Linked DNA regions of Sus scrofa: all the other regions are linked to region 1. A link is a contact called in public promoter capture Hi-C data. All regions are on one chromosome and are shown on one strand. The core of a region is the stretch at or near the end of the contact, and the rest is flanking DNA. Distances in the headings are between cores, read along the strand shown. Region 1 holds the start of TOMM40 (translocase of outer mitochondrial membrane 40). Region 2 holds the start of PPP1R37 (protein phosphatase 1 regulatory subunit 37). Region 3 holds the start of LOC110261008 (very-long-chain 3-oxoacyl-CoA reductase-B-like). Region 4 holds the start of TRAPPC6A (trafficking protein particle complex subunit 6A).

Evidence for each region. Promoter capture Hi-C pulls out the DNA fragments that hold promoters and counts their contacts.
Region 2: a contact with region 1 is called in a promoter capture Hi-C map of liver, with 4 times the contacts expected there. The contact joins the promoter of PPP1R37 here to the promoter of TOMM40 in region 1. A contact is called at or near these places in 4 of 5 promoter capture datasets (fetal liver, fetal skeletal muscle and liver) and 2 of 2 datasets of contacts at active chromatin or transcription factors (alveolar macrophages and skeletal muscle).
Region 3: a promoter capture Hi-C map of liver shows a contact between it and region 1, with 2.4 times the contacts expected there. The contact joins the promoter of LOC110261008 here to the promoter of TOMM40 in region 1. A contact is called at or near these places in 3 of 5 promoter capture datasets (fetal liver and liver), 3 of 47 Hi-C or Micro-C datasets (alveolar macrophages, retroperitoneal adipose tissue and subcutaneous adipose tissue) and 1 of 2 datasets of contacts at active chromatin or transcription factors (skeletal muscle).
Region 4: a contact with region 1 is called in a promoter capture Hi-C map of fetal liver, with 2.7 times the contacts expected there. The contact joins the promoter of TRAPPC6A here to the promoter of TOMM40 in region 1. A contact is called at or near these places in 3 of 5 promoter capture datasets (fetal liver, fetal skeletal muscle and liver), 4 of 47 Hi-C or Micro-C datasets (alveolar macrophages, embryonic fibroblasts, retroperitoneal adipose tissue and 1 more) and 2 of 2 datasets of contacts at active chromatin or transcription factors (alveolar macrophages and skeletal muscle).

The regions. Positions count from the first base shown.
Region 1 is chr6:51,358,770-51,361,469 of Sscrofa11.1, reverse strand. TOMM40 (translocase of outer mitochondrial membrane 40) reads right to left here and starts at 1,314. Exons shown (of 9, transcript NM_001315748.1): 1 at 1,034-1,314; 2 at 190-257. The coding sequence starts at 1,307.
Region 2 is chr6:51,521,653-51,524,441 of Sscrofa11.1, reverse strand. PPP1R37 (protein phosphatase 1 regulatory subunit 37) reads right to left here and starts at 1,484. Exons shown (of 14, transcript XM_021094533.1): 1 at 941-1,484. The coding sequence starts at 1,142.
Region 3 is chr6:51,605,706-51,608,405 of Sscrofa11.1, reverse strand. LOC110261008 (very-long-chain 3-oxoacyl-CoA reductase-B-like) reads right to left here and starts at 1,351. Exons shown (of 11, transcript XM_021094536.1): 1 at 1,068-1,351; 2 at 648-694. The coding sequence starts at 1,227. LOC110261007 (a long non-coding RNA gene) reads left to right here and starts at 2,198. Exons shown (of 2, transcript XR_002344690.1): 1 at 2,198-2,700.
Region 4 is chr6:51,588,082-51,590,781 of Sscrofa11.1, reverse strand. TRAPPC6A (trafficking protein particle complex subunit 6A) reads left to right here and starts at 1,286. Exons shown (of 6, transcript XM_021094535.1): 1 at 1,286-1,439. The coding sequence starts at 1,308. It overlaps BLOC1S3 (biogenesis of lysosomal organelles complex-1, subunit 3), which reads right to left and starts at 285. Exons shown (of 2, transcript NM_001098586.1): 1 at 182-285; 2 at 1-179. The coding sequence starts at 275.

The DNA of each region.
Region 1 (2,700 bases), core at 65-2,564:
ATGCTGGTTGGGGGTGAGGTGCATTATTTCTGGACTCTTGGTCCCCAGACTCTACACTGGTCGCCACGGAGTGGTTAGTCTGGCAACAAGGAGCCCACACCTTTAGGCTGCAATAAAAGGGCTGTGTGGGCAGATGCAGGGGGATGGGGGGGATGACCCCTGGAGGAAGAGGGGCCCAGGAAGGCTCACCTGGAAATGATTACTCAAACCTTTGTTGACTGTGAGCTTGACACCTTCCATCTGAATAGGAAACAGCTCTGAGAAAGAGAGAATGCTGGTTGTCACACTCCGAACACACACACACACACACACACACACACACACACACACACACACACACACACCTCTTCTCAGGTGCCTTCCTTCCCTAGAATCCTCACTCTCCATTCCCCAGGTACCCACAAGCAACACATTGCAAAGTACCCCAACCAATACAGAGGCAAAACAGCCTAGTGTTTTGATGTGCTCAGGATCAAGGCCTTTGCCTACATCCAAATCCCAGGGCCACCACTTACTGCCAGTGTGACAGGAGACACGTCAACTCATCTCAGTCTGTCAATTTTATCAACTGGAAGTTGAGGATATTCACCGCATAGAACTATTGCAAGGGTTTCATGAGTTAACACGTACTGAGTGCCAGTGCTCAGGATGTGGCCACCACTCTTCCATCATAACTATTCCACATCGGGATCCAAAAGCCTTGGCTTCTACCCCCACTGCCCCTTGCTGTCACGGTGACCTTGGGCCTCAGTTTCCCTCACGATCACATGAGGCTGGCTTGGCTGATTCCTGGGGTTCCTGAGGTCCCTAAAGCTTTTCTCTGCTGCCTTGGCATTCCATCCCAAGGTTCCACCATTTGATCCCATCGTTCTAAGCCCCGAGTTCAACGTTGCACCATTCGACTCCAACATCAGCTCCTAACGCTGTGTTCAATGATTCCAGTGGTCCGTGCCAATTCCCAAGGTCCTCAGTGTTCTCCCCCTCCCCCCGAGATCCGGGCCATCACACTCCCGCCGGGCCCCTAGCCCCTCACCCTTGCACTTCCGGTGGCACTCCTCGAACGTGCCCGGGTTGGGCAGGCAGCCACAGGCCCCATCATCCCCGGTCCCTCCAGCGTTAGCGGCCGCAGTCCCAGGGGTCCGTTCGGAACCTCGACCTGTACCAGCCCCAGCGCCCAGGCCGCCCCCGAGCGGCGGCAGCGTGAAGCCGGGAGGAGAGGGCGGAGGCGAAGGCAGTCCCACGAGGGGAGGCGCAGGTGGCGGCGGCGGCCCTGCAGGCGGCGAACTAGCGGCCAAGACGTTCCCCATGGTCGCCTGCAAAGGGAAGGGTCAGAGGGCAGAGGTCAAGGCCCACGGGCTCCAAGCCCTGTCCCCAGCCAACACCCCCTTGCTCGTAACCCCGGTTCTCACCCGCGGCAGCGCCTCCTCCCGGTCTGGGCTCCGCTCCCACCCCGTGCGCCACGCGCAACCGAACCCGCTGCCGCCGCCGCCGCCACCGTCGCCCCGCCCCCCCCAGTCCATTGGTTTAACGGGCCCTTGCGTCCGCCCACCGGCTTCAGGGTCTGGCCTTACTATTGGTGTCGTGGATGAGAGTTCCACCCACTTCCTTGGAACGTCCTTTTCTGTTGGTTCCCACTCGCAGACAGGTCAAAGCACACCTCCCCGTCCTTCCCACTGGCTTGGAGAGCCCACGCCGATTGGTTCGCGATGCCGCGGGTTCCGGTGCTCGCCCGCCATTGGCCTGTGCTGCTTGCTTTGCAACGCCCTTTTGACGTATCGCCTCCGCCCCTTTCCAGAAGTCACCCCCCCCACACTTTCGACTCCGCCCCGCGGCGAAGTTGCCATGTTTATTGGTCGGCCTTGGTCCTTGACGCATCCTGATTGGCTCCGGCAGGTACAAGGTCCTACCCTATTGACGTAATCTATCTGGTGTGTTCATTGGCTAAAGTGCCGGGGTCAAAGGACATGGATAAAGGTGGGTTGCGCGGCAGAGGCTGCTAGGCAGCAAGGTCAGGCCTCGCGTCCCACCAGGCTTCGCGGCAAAGGGGCGGCCCCCTAGTCCTGAGTCGCGGACCGAAAGCCGGAAGTGCTGGCCGTTCCCACAGTGCCACGGGAGAATTCTAACCCGTTACATGAACCCTGTCCTGTTTCTTGTTACCCACAATGCCCCTTACCTATTTAACAGGACAGTTGCCGTAGACCCACCCCTTTCGTTACCCATGATGTCTTCTGGGTCTCCTCCCACCCCTGGCCAAGTCGCTGCGGCTTCTATCTTTGGCCCATTCATTCAGGTCCCATTACCCAGCATGCCTTCCGTCCCATTCATTTCAGTTTGGTTGCCTGTACTACCTTTAGCCCCTTTATGCCCGTTCATTCCCTTCATTCTTCTAGCTCTTCCTTAATTGAGCATCTAGTTTTGGGTCCATTACACATCAGCTCCATTATTCATCCCTCTGTCCCTGGCTTATTCATTCGGATCTATTACCCATCGTGCCCTGAGCTCCTATTAAAACAATACTGGAGTTCCCGTCGTGGCGCAGTGGTTAACGAATCCGACTAGGAACCATGAGGTTGTAGGTTCGATCCCTGGTCTTTCTCAGTGGGTTAAGGATCCCGCGTTGTGGTGAGCTGTGGTGTAGGCTTGGATCCCGCGTTGCTGTGGCCGTGGTCTAGGTCGGCGGCTACAGCTCTGATTCGACCC
Region 2 (2,789 bases), core at 235-2,734, 160 kb before region 1:
CTGAGTTGACCTTCCCCAGAGGACTTATAACCCAGGCACTCACTCTCTCTCTCTCCCAACATCTCAAGCCACCAAACTTCTTCAACCCTCTCACCTTCTACTGACCGGCATCTCCCATTCCCCAACTCTTTCTCAAGAGGGAAGAGAAAAAAGGAAAGGAAAAAAAAAAAAAAAAAAAAAAAGATCCTTCTAGAGCCAGGCTCCAAAGTTTCTCAGTTCCTGAATGACTGACAATGTTCTGCTTCCCTTTTTTGGGAGAGGAAGAGGAGGCAGGCAGTAACTTTTTCTTCCTAATGCCAAGATCCAAAACACCTCCTCTGACTATCTCTCACCCACCTCCCACCCCAAATTGACCAGCAACTCAGCTCCTTTATTTACTTCTCAGGAAGCTTATTTACCTTGATTCCCTCTTCTCAACCCCCAGATTTACTAACTCCTCTACAACCATAGGCCAGGTTTATTCCTCTTCCTCCTTTCACCCAAGGAAGGGAGCAACAAGACCACCCCTTGCCCTGAGGCTTGCAGGCCAGCGATTTAACCTCTTTCCATCCCCATGGGCCCATCAAACTCCTTCAACGCCCATGTTGACCCACTCTCCCTCCTCTAGCTGCTCTATCCTCCTTCGAGGGAACTACGAACTCAAAGCCCTCCTAATTTTCCATGCCACCAAACTTTCTTCCCTTGCTCACAGTTTTAATTCCTAAAACGATCGCCTTCAGCGTCCCTTGGAGTGGGGACGTGGGGAACAGGTATAAACCAGCTACTTCTCACCTTCCCAACCCAAGAGCCACCTCCTCTCTAACACCCTCCAGCTCTAAACTGACAACTCTCTCCTTAAACCGTCATTAGGTGCAACTTATTGAGCTCCACCTCTGTGCTGGGCGCTGCACCGACACCCAGGTCCCCCACCAGCCCGCCCCCGCGCCCCAGCCCTAGCTACCGTGTCTCCAGGGGTCTTTGGGTTCCACAGCTCCGGACACGATATCTTCGTCGGAGGGGAATGTGACGCGTTTGGCCGCAGCCTTGAGGCGCCCGTCGGCCGGGGGCGACGCGGGGCTGGGAGACCGGGCCTCGGCGGGGGCCTCCTCGGTTTCGCCGTCCGCGCCCGGCCCGGGCGGCGCCTCTTGCGGCGGGATCTCCATCGCCGCCACCTCCTCACGGGGGCCCCGGGGACATGCCCCGGGCCCCGGACTTGTCTCTCCGGACCCTCCCGCCGTCCCGGGGCATGGGCTCCGCCACTGCTTCAGGCGCCGCCTCCGTCCGCTCTCCTGGTCGTCGTAGTCGTCGCCGCCGGCAGCTCCGGCGCACCTCCCCCGAGCCCCGTGCGCGCCTGCTCGTTCGCAGCCGCACTTTCGTTAAGGGCCTGTGAACCCGTCTCGTATTCAGAAAAGCAGAAAATCACTTCAAGCTGTTTTCAGGTAGAGCTGTCTAGTGGGTTGTTTAAAGGGCAAACAAAAGGCAGAAAGGGCCACAGGAAAAAGAAGCGTGAGCGGTGAATCTGCAGAGCCGGAACTGCAGAGCGGGGGGGCGGGGCGAGGTGGACGCCGTCTCCCAGAGCAGCGCGCAAGCGCGAACCCGAGCCGCCCCCTCCCGCCCCCCGCGGGCCTCTCTCGTCACGAGCTCAGGCAACCGAGAAGGGAACGGAGTAGATAGAAAGAAAAGCCATCTGCTTGGTGGGGCTGGGCCAACCGATAAGGAGAGAAGGGGTGGAGAACTTGAAAGGAAAGGCGATAGGAACTGTGTTAATATATGAGTACAGGTTGTGGATGCTGACAGAAAGATCCTCTGCCTGGGGACAAGCCCGTCGCCACTTGCTAGTCTCTAGCCTTCTGTTTGCAGACTACAGTTTCAATAATAACTCTGTATTTGGATAGCGTTGTATAAAATACAATTTAAATTTAAAAACTAAGCGTTTCCTTGTGGCTTAGCGGGTTAAAGATCCCGAGTTGTCACTGCAGCGGCTTGGGTCACTGCTGTGGCACTGGCTCGATCCCTGGCCCAGGGAATTCCACATGCCTGTGCGGGTGCGGCCAAAATAAGAAAAAAATAAATTTAAAAACTAAAATATGAGCCACACTAAAATATTACAGCTCTGATTTAATTTTTTTAAAAACTAGACCAAAGAAGAAATGCCAAAAGCAAGGGGCGAATCTGCCACCCAAACTACCAGGCGATGGACCAGGTAGATTACTGAGCCAGTAGCAAACTAGCACGAACTCAAGCCACCCCCACACAAGTGCTCATCCAGGCGCTTAATATTCGCTCTCGCACTTTCGTCATGCTCTGCCAGCCTTTCCAGCCGCGGGGAGGGGTGGGTGGGCGGGGCTAAAACCAAAAAAGGGGACAAGAGGAGGAGCAAGCGACTCGTTGCCAAGGCAACTTGAAACCCTGGCCCAGGAATCGCCAGAGGTAGCGTTGTGAATGGACAAATGGGAGTTTAAGTTCTCCACGTGCTCCATTCAGCTTCACCACTGAAGACAGACAAAGCGAATCTCCTCTATATTTAATGGAACCTTCCCTTACATTTTTTCCTTTTGGCCACGCCTAAAGTTCTGGGCCAGGAATCCATCCCATACCACACCCGAGCCGCTGCAGCGACAACCGGGACCCTCAGCCCATTGAGTTACCAGCGAATCCCTTCACTTACATGTTTAAATTGATGTGACTATAAAGAGGGTAGAAATTACTTTTTTAAAGTAAATCTGCTGAGGAGTTCCCATCGTGGCTCAGTGGCTAACGAATCCGACTAGTATCCAAGAGGTTGCGGGTGTGATCCCTGGCCTCGCTCA
Region 3 (2,700 bases), core at 102-2,601, 250 kb before region 1:
CACCCTGTGTAAATACTGGCACCCGCCCACCCCCGGGTTCCCTGTTCTCCTCTCCTGACTGACGTTTCTCCTTAACTCTTTTTTCTTTTTCGCCAGGCTTCTGGAAAACTTAAGTTCCCAGGCCAGGGATTCGAACCTGGGCCACAGCAGTGACCTGAGCCACAGCAGAGACGATGCTGGATCCTTAACTGCTAGGTGACCAGCAGGTACTTCTTAACTCGTTTCACCATTTGTCACACTACCCATTCTGCTCGTTTACTCTATTCACACCTGTCTTCTCTCACTATATCCGAAGTTCCGTGAGGGCAAGGTCTTTCCTGTCTTTTTTGTTCACGGCTGTACTCCAAGCACCTAGAAGATGCCTAGCACAGGAAAGTGGCATATAAATATGTTTTGAGTGACTAGATCAGGGCAATGATGGGAGAGATCAATGGTCCCTAGAAGCCCAGGGTAAACACTGTCACCAGCCTGGGGTGCAGAGGGAAAGCCTCCCCGCGGAGAGGATGAGGAAACAAGAGGAAGCACAATTCTCAGTCTGGTAGGGTGCGCTGACAACAGCCAAGCAGATAGGAGAGGCTCCAAGCCCCACCACCCGCTAGGCTCCCACCACCCGCTAGGCTCCCAGCCCCACCGCCCACTCGGCTCACCTCATGTGCATAGGCCTTGCCGATGCCACTAGTGGCTCCTGTCACCACTAGAAAGGAGAGAAGGGGCAGGGGGCAGGAGGGGAGCTTGACCAGATCCTACCCCCTGTCATCCCCTCCCCTCTCCCTCTTGTCCCTTTTCATGCCTTTTCTTGGAACCCTCCTCACGGAGACCCAGCTCCTCCTGGTTCTTGTCCGCGTCCTTCATGGACCCCAGTCGCTGACTCCTGCGCCCATCACCAGCACAGGTTTCAGGACGTCATGCATCCCAGCGCCTCCCTTACCCTGGTCGCTGCAGCCTTCGCCTATCTTCATTCCAGGAGTCCCTGGCCTCGGCCCTGATTATGGGCCCTCACCTGCCACCCGTGCTCGTTCCTGCTGCCCCCACCCCTACCTGCCTGCCAGGGAGCCCTCCTTCCTCACCTGCCCAGGCTCCGTGCGATCGGAGCCAGGCGTTGCCCCGGCGCACCTGGGGCAGCAGGTAAATATACACCGTGCTGCCCACCCCCCAGATCACCCACAGCAGCAGGCACAGGGCGGTAACTGCTCCCAGCACTCTCAGCGCATCCCACTCCGACTCCATCCCAACTCTAGCCAGCAAGTCACCCAAGCGACGGCTGGGGCCGCAGCCTTGGTGAGCCTCTATTTCAAGCCTGGCCTGCGGCTCCGCGTGAGCCCCTCCCACTCCGCCAGGCGAGTGTTCCGCCGCGCCCCTCCCTCGAGCCACGCCCCACTGGAATATAGTCTACCCGATGGCCACACCTATCCGCCCAAGCACCGCCCCTGACGCTCTCGCCCGGCCCTCCTTGGGCCTACGGTGAGTCCCGAATGCCTGCGGAGCGGGTCGGCAAACAGCCTCCGCTCAGCCCACAGAGCTGAGCAAAGGCTGCTCACAGATGCCCTTTGTTTGGGTCACTGGAGTCCATCTATGGTTGGTGCGGGCCAGAGCTAATAATAGCAATCAATCGCGAAGGGCTTTTGTCAATACAGTGTGTCAGAAAAACTTGACTTACAGATACCTGCTTGCGGGATTACAGTGGTTTTAATTCCTTTTTTTGTTGCTTTTTAGGGCCGCGCCTGCGGCATATGGAGGTGCCCAGGCTGCATCAGAGCTGTAGCTGCCGGCCTCCACCACAGCCACAGCAACCCTGGATCCCAGCCATATCTGCGACCTACACCACAGCTCGTGGCAACGCCAGATCCTTAACCCATGGAGCGAGGCCAGGGATCGAACCCGCCACCTCAGGTTCCTCGTCGGATTCGGTGCCGCTGCGCCACGACGGGAACTCCCTTCCCCCTTTGCACATTCTTCTTTCTCCCCCCTGCTTTACTTTTGGTTGTTTAACAATAACGTATTGTAATTATTATTTAATAATAAATTATAATTAGGTGATAATGAATTAGAGTTATTATTATACGATACAATTGTTACTTAATAATAAATTCATGTGGTAGAATATATGCAACATAAATTTTACCTTTATTTATTTTTTTAAAGCCATGCCTGTGTCACGTGGAAGTTGTTGGGCCAGGGATGAAACCCAAGCTACAGCGTGGACAATGCCAAATCCTTAACTGCTAGGTCACCAAAGAACCCCAGATTTTACCATTTTAACCTTTAAGTGGATGTGTAATTCATCAATAATTCCAAATATTGTGCAAATTTTCACCACTATCCATTTTCAGAAATATTTCATCATCCCTGATAAAAGGCAGATAACAGGTCCCCAGTGCAGTCACTCGTGCTAACAGCCTGGTCAGAAAAACAAAATTTAATAAATAACCTAACTGCAGTTTTAACCTTCTGGAATTTAACCTTTAGCCATTCAACCTAGAATCACCTCCTCAGTACAGTGAGATAATCCTCCCAATAAGCCCTTCCATTTCCCTTAGGAAGGTGGCCTTGACTGAAACAACACATTCTTCATTTGTCTTTAGAAAACCTTCCTTTTCCACAGCTCAGTGGAGCTCCTTTCTGTTATCCAATTTATGAAGCATTGCCTAAAAGCCAATTTGATCTTTAAATTTACTCAGTTGAATTTCTGTTATTTAACAG
Region 4 (2,700 bases), core at 37-2,536, 230 kb before region 1:
ACCCCAGGTCTCCCCGGCCGTCTCCCGCTGCACCACGAGCGGAGGCAGGTCCCTCGGCGCGGCCTTCGGCTCCGGCTCCGTGTCGGAGTCGGTCTCCGCGGCCTCGCCAGCCACCCGCAGCCCCGTGGGGCGGCCACGCGTCGGGCCCGAGGGGCCCAGGTACAGCTCCTCCTCCTCCGAGACGCAGAGAGCTCCGAGTCGGTCTCGGCCGCCTCCCCCGGCACCATCGTCTCAGGCCTCCGCAGCGGCCTCCGCCGACGACTCTGGGACGCCATGGAGCCGAGCTAGGGAGAAGACGCACGAAGGGACGATGTGAGAGGCGGGCGCCCCGCGGTGGTTAAAAGGTGCAGGTTCTGGATTCTCACCCCTCCACTCTTAGCAATTTGGGGCCAACTGCTTCCCTTGCTAGGGCCTCAGTTTCCTTTTCAGCAAACAGCGCTCACCGTCCCTAATGATGATGATGTGCGGCGGGGTGGTGGCTACTGGACCCCAGCCTCTTCAGCTGACTTAGGAAAAACTGAGGACCACCAGCTCGCTCAAGGCACGAGTTCCCACACTCCCAAACTAAGCTCTTTCGGATTTTGCCTCCTAGCAGAAGCCACACCCTCCGCACCGTCCTTCGCAAGTATACGGGCTCCTGAGCCGCGCAGGGACCAACGGCTGGGTCACAGACAGGAGGACAGTCCAGCTGGACTCTGGGGAGGGTGCACCAGTGGGGGCGGGGTGGGGAACGCTATCACCGAAGACCGTACCGGGTCACCGACGCTCCGAGCCTGCGGGATCCGCTACCCAGCTGAAGTGCGCTCTTTACCGAGAAAGGAGGAAGGCGGCAGCCCCAACCAATAGGAGGGCAGGTTTTGCAGGTGTTGACGGCCAATCACCTGGGCTTCTCGGCTACCAACTAGGAAGCTAGCCCCTCAAGACCAATTTTGAGGGCGTGTGCGACGAGCCACGTGAATAGGGGCACAACCAATAGGAAAGCGGCTGGGCTGGAGCTTCCGGGTTGTGGTGTGAGGCTAGTGGACAACTAGGGATTCTAAAAGGGAAGATGTCGCGTGTAACCAGTGACTCGGCCAATGGAAATGCTCGAGGGCCCAGAAACAGGGAAGAGACGGAGGGAAGGGCGGAGATGCCTGTCACGTGCGGCCAATGTAGGAAAAGCAAGCCCTCCCCCTAGTCTCCCAGGTTCACGCGCGCACCACGAGAGCCCAGGGAAGGAAGGCGGGGCTAGTCTGAAATACCAATGGAAGCGAGAGTAGGCGGGCTCGCGCTCAGACACAGGAGGCGGGGCTTCCCCAGCTGGGCCAATGAGAGCACGAGGCGCTGGGCGGTCCTTAGGCTCTAGAGGCCGGCACATGGCGGACGCGGCACTGTTCGAGTTTCTGCACACCGAGATGGTAGCAGAGCTGTGGGCGCACGACCCAGACCCCAGCCCCGGGGTGAGCGCCGGGCCCTGGGGGTGGGGAGAAGGGGAAAAGAGGCACGGGCCGAGGCAGGAAGGCCAGATCGAGGCCGCGGGCGGCGCAGGTCGAACTCCTGCCCGCACCTGCCTCGCTTAGGTGACCTCGGGCGACGGCTTCCTCCTCTGCAAAGCGGGGGTCGCAGCAGGGCCAGCCTCGCGGGTTACTGCTAGAACTGAACGAGACAGCTCGGAGTAAAGCCCTAAGCTCAAAGCCTGGCACAAAGTAAGCGGATAGTAATTAGAATAAGTATGATTACTAGCTATATACTGAGGACTTACTGCCTGCGTCCCTCACGCTGGCTGTGAAAGCCGATTATTCGATTTCTCTGTGCCTCATTCCCTGACTTGTAAAATGGGATCATAACAGCACCCAAGACCCAAAGTGAGGCATTCATTCATTCGACAAACTTACTGAACGCCTGCTGTATTCCAAGGACTATTTTCCTGTCCTCGCGAAGTTTACTCTTTAATAGAGAAGTCAAACAATAAATAAAAGTAGACCATGCCACCAGCTAGTGAGAAGTGCTGTAAGGAAAAGTTAAGTAGAATCGAGGAAAGAAAAGGGATGGATGGTGGATGGTGGAGGAAGGCCTTTTCTGAGGAATAGAAGGGGGAAGGGCATTTGGAAGGGGGCAGGAAGTCTTCCTCAAAGCTTAGGGTAAGAAGCGTGCTTGGCAGGAGTTCCCGTCGTGGCGCAGTGGTTAACGAATCCGACTAGGAACCATGAGGTTGTGGGTTCCATCCCTGCCCTTGCTCAGCGGGTTAACGATCCGGCGTTGCCATGAGCTGTGGTGTAGGGCACAGACGCGGGCCCGGGCCCGGGCCCGCATTACTGTGGCTCTGGCATAGGCTGGTGGCTGCAGCTCCGATTAGACCCCTATCCTGGGAACCTTCATATGCCACGGGAGCAGCCCAAGAAATGGCAAAAAGACAAAAAAAATTGCTTGGCAATTTGGAAGTTGATCCTTATAAAAAATAAACGCTCACGGAGTTCCTGCCATGGTCCCTTGGACTAAGAATCCTGTCAGGGTGGAGGTGGGGGTTTGATTCCCAGCCACACACAGTAGGGATAAAAGGATCCAGGGGCTAGGATTCAACTCTTGGCCCCAAAACTTCCGCATGCAAAACTTCCGCATGCTGCTCGTGTGGCCATAAACAATAAATAAATAAATGCTCTGACTTTAAAGCACTAAGTGCAACATCAACCCTCAATTATAAAATGTTTCCAAGAAGAAAGG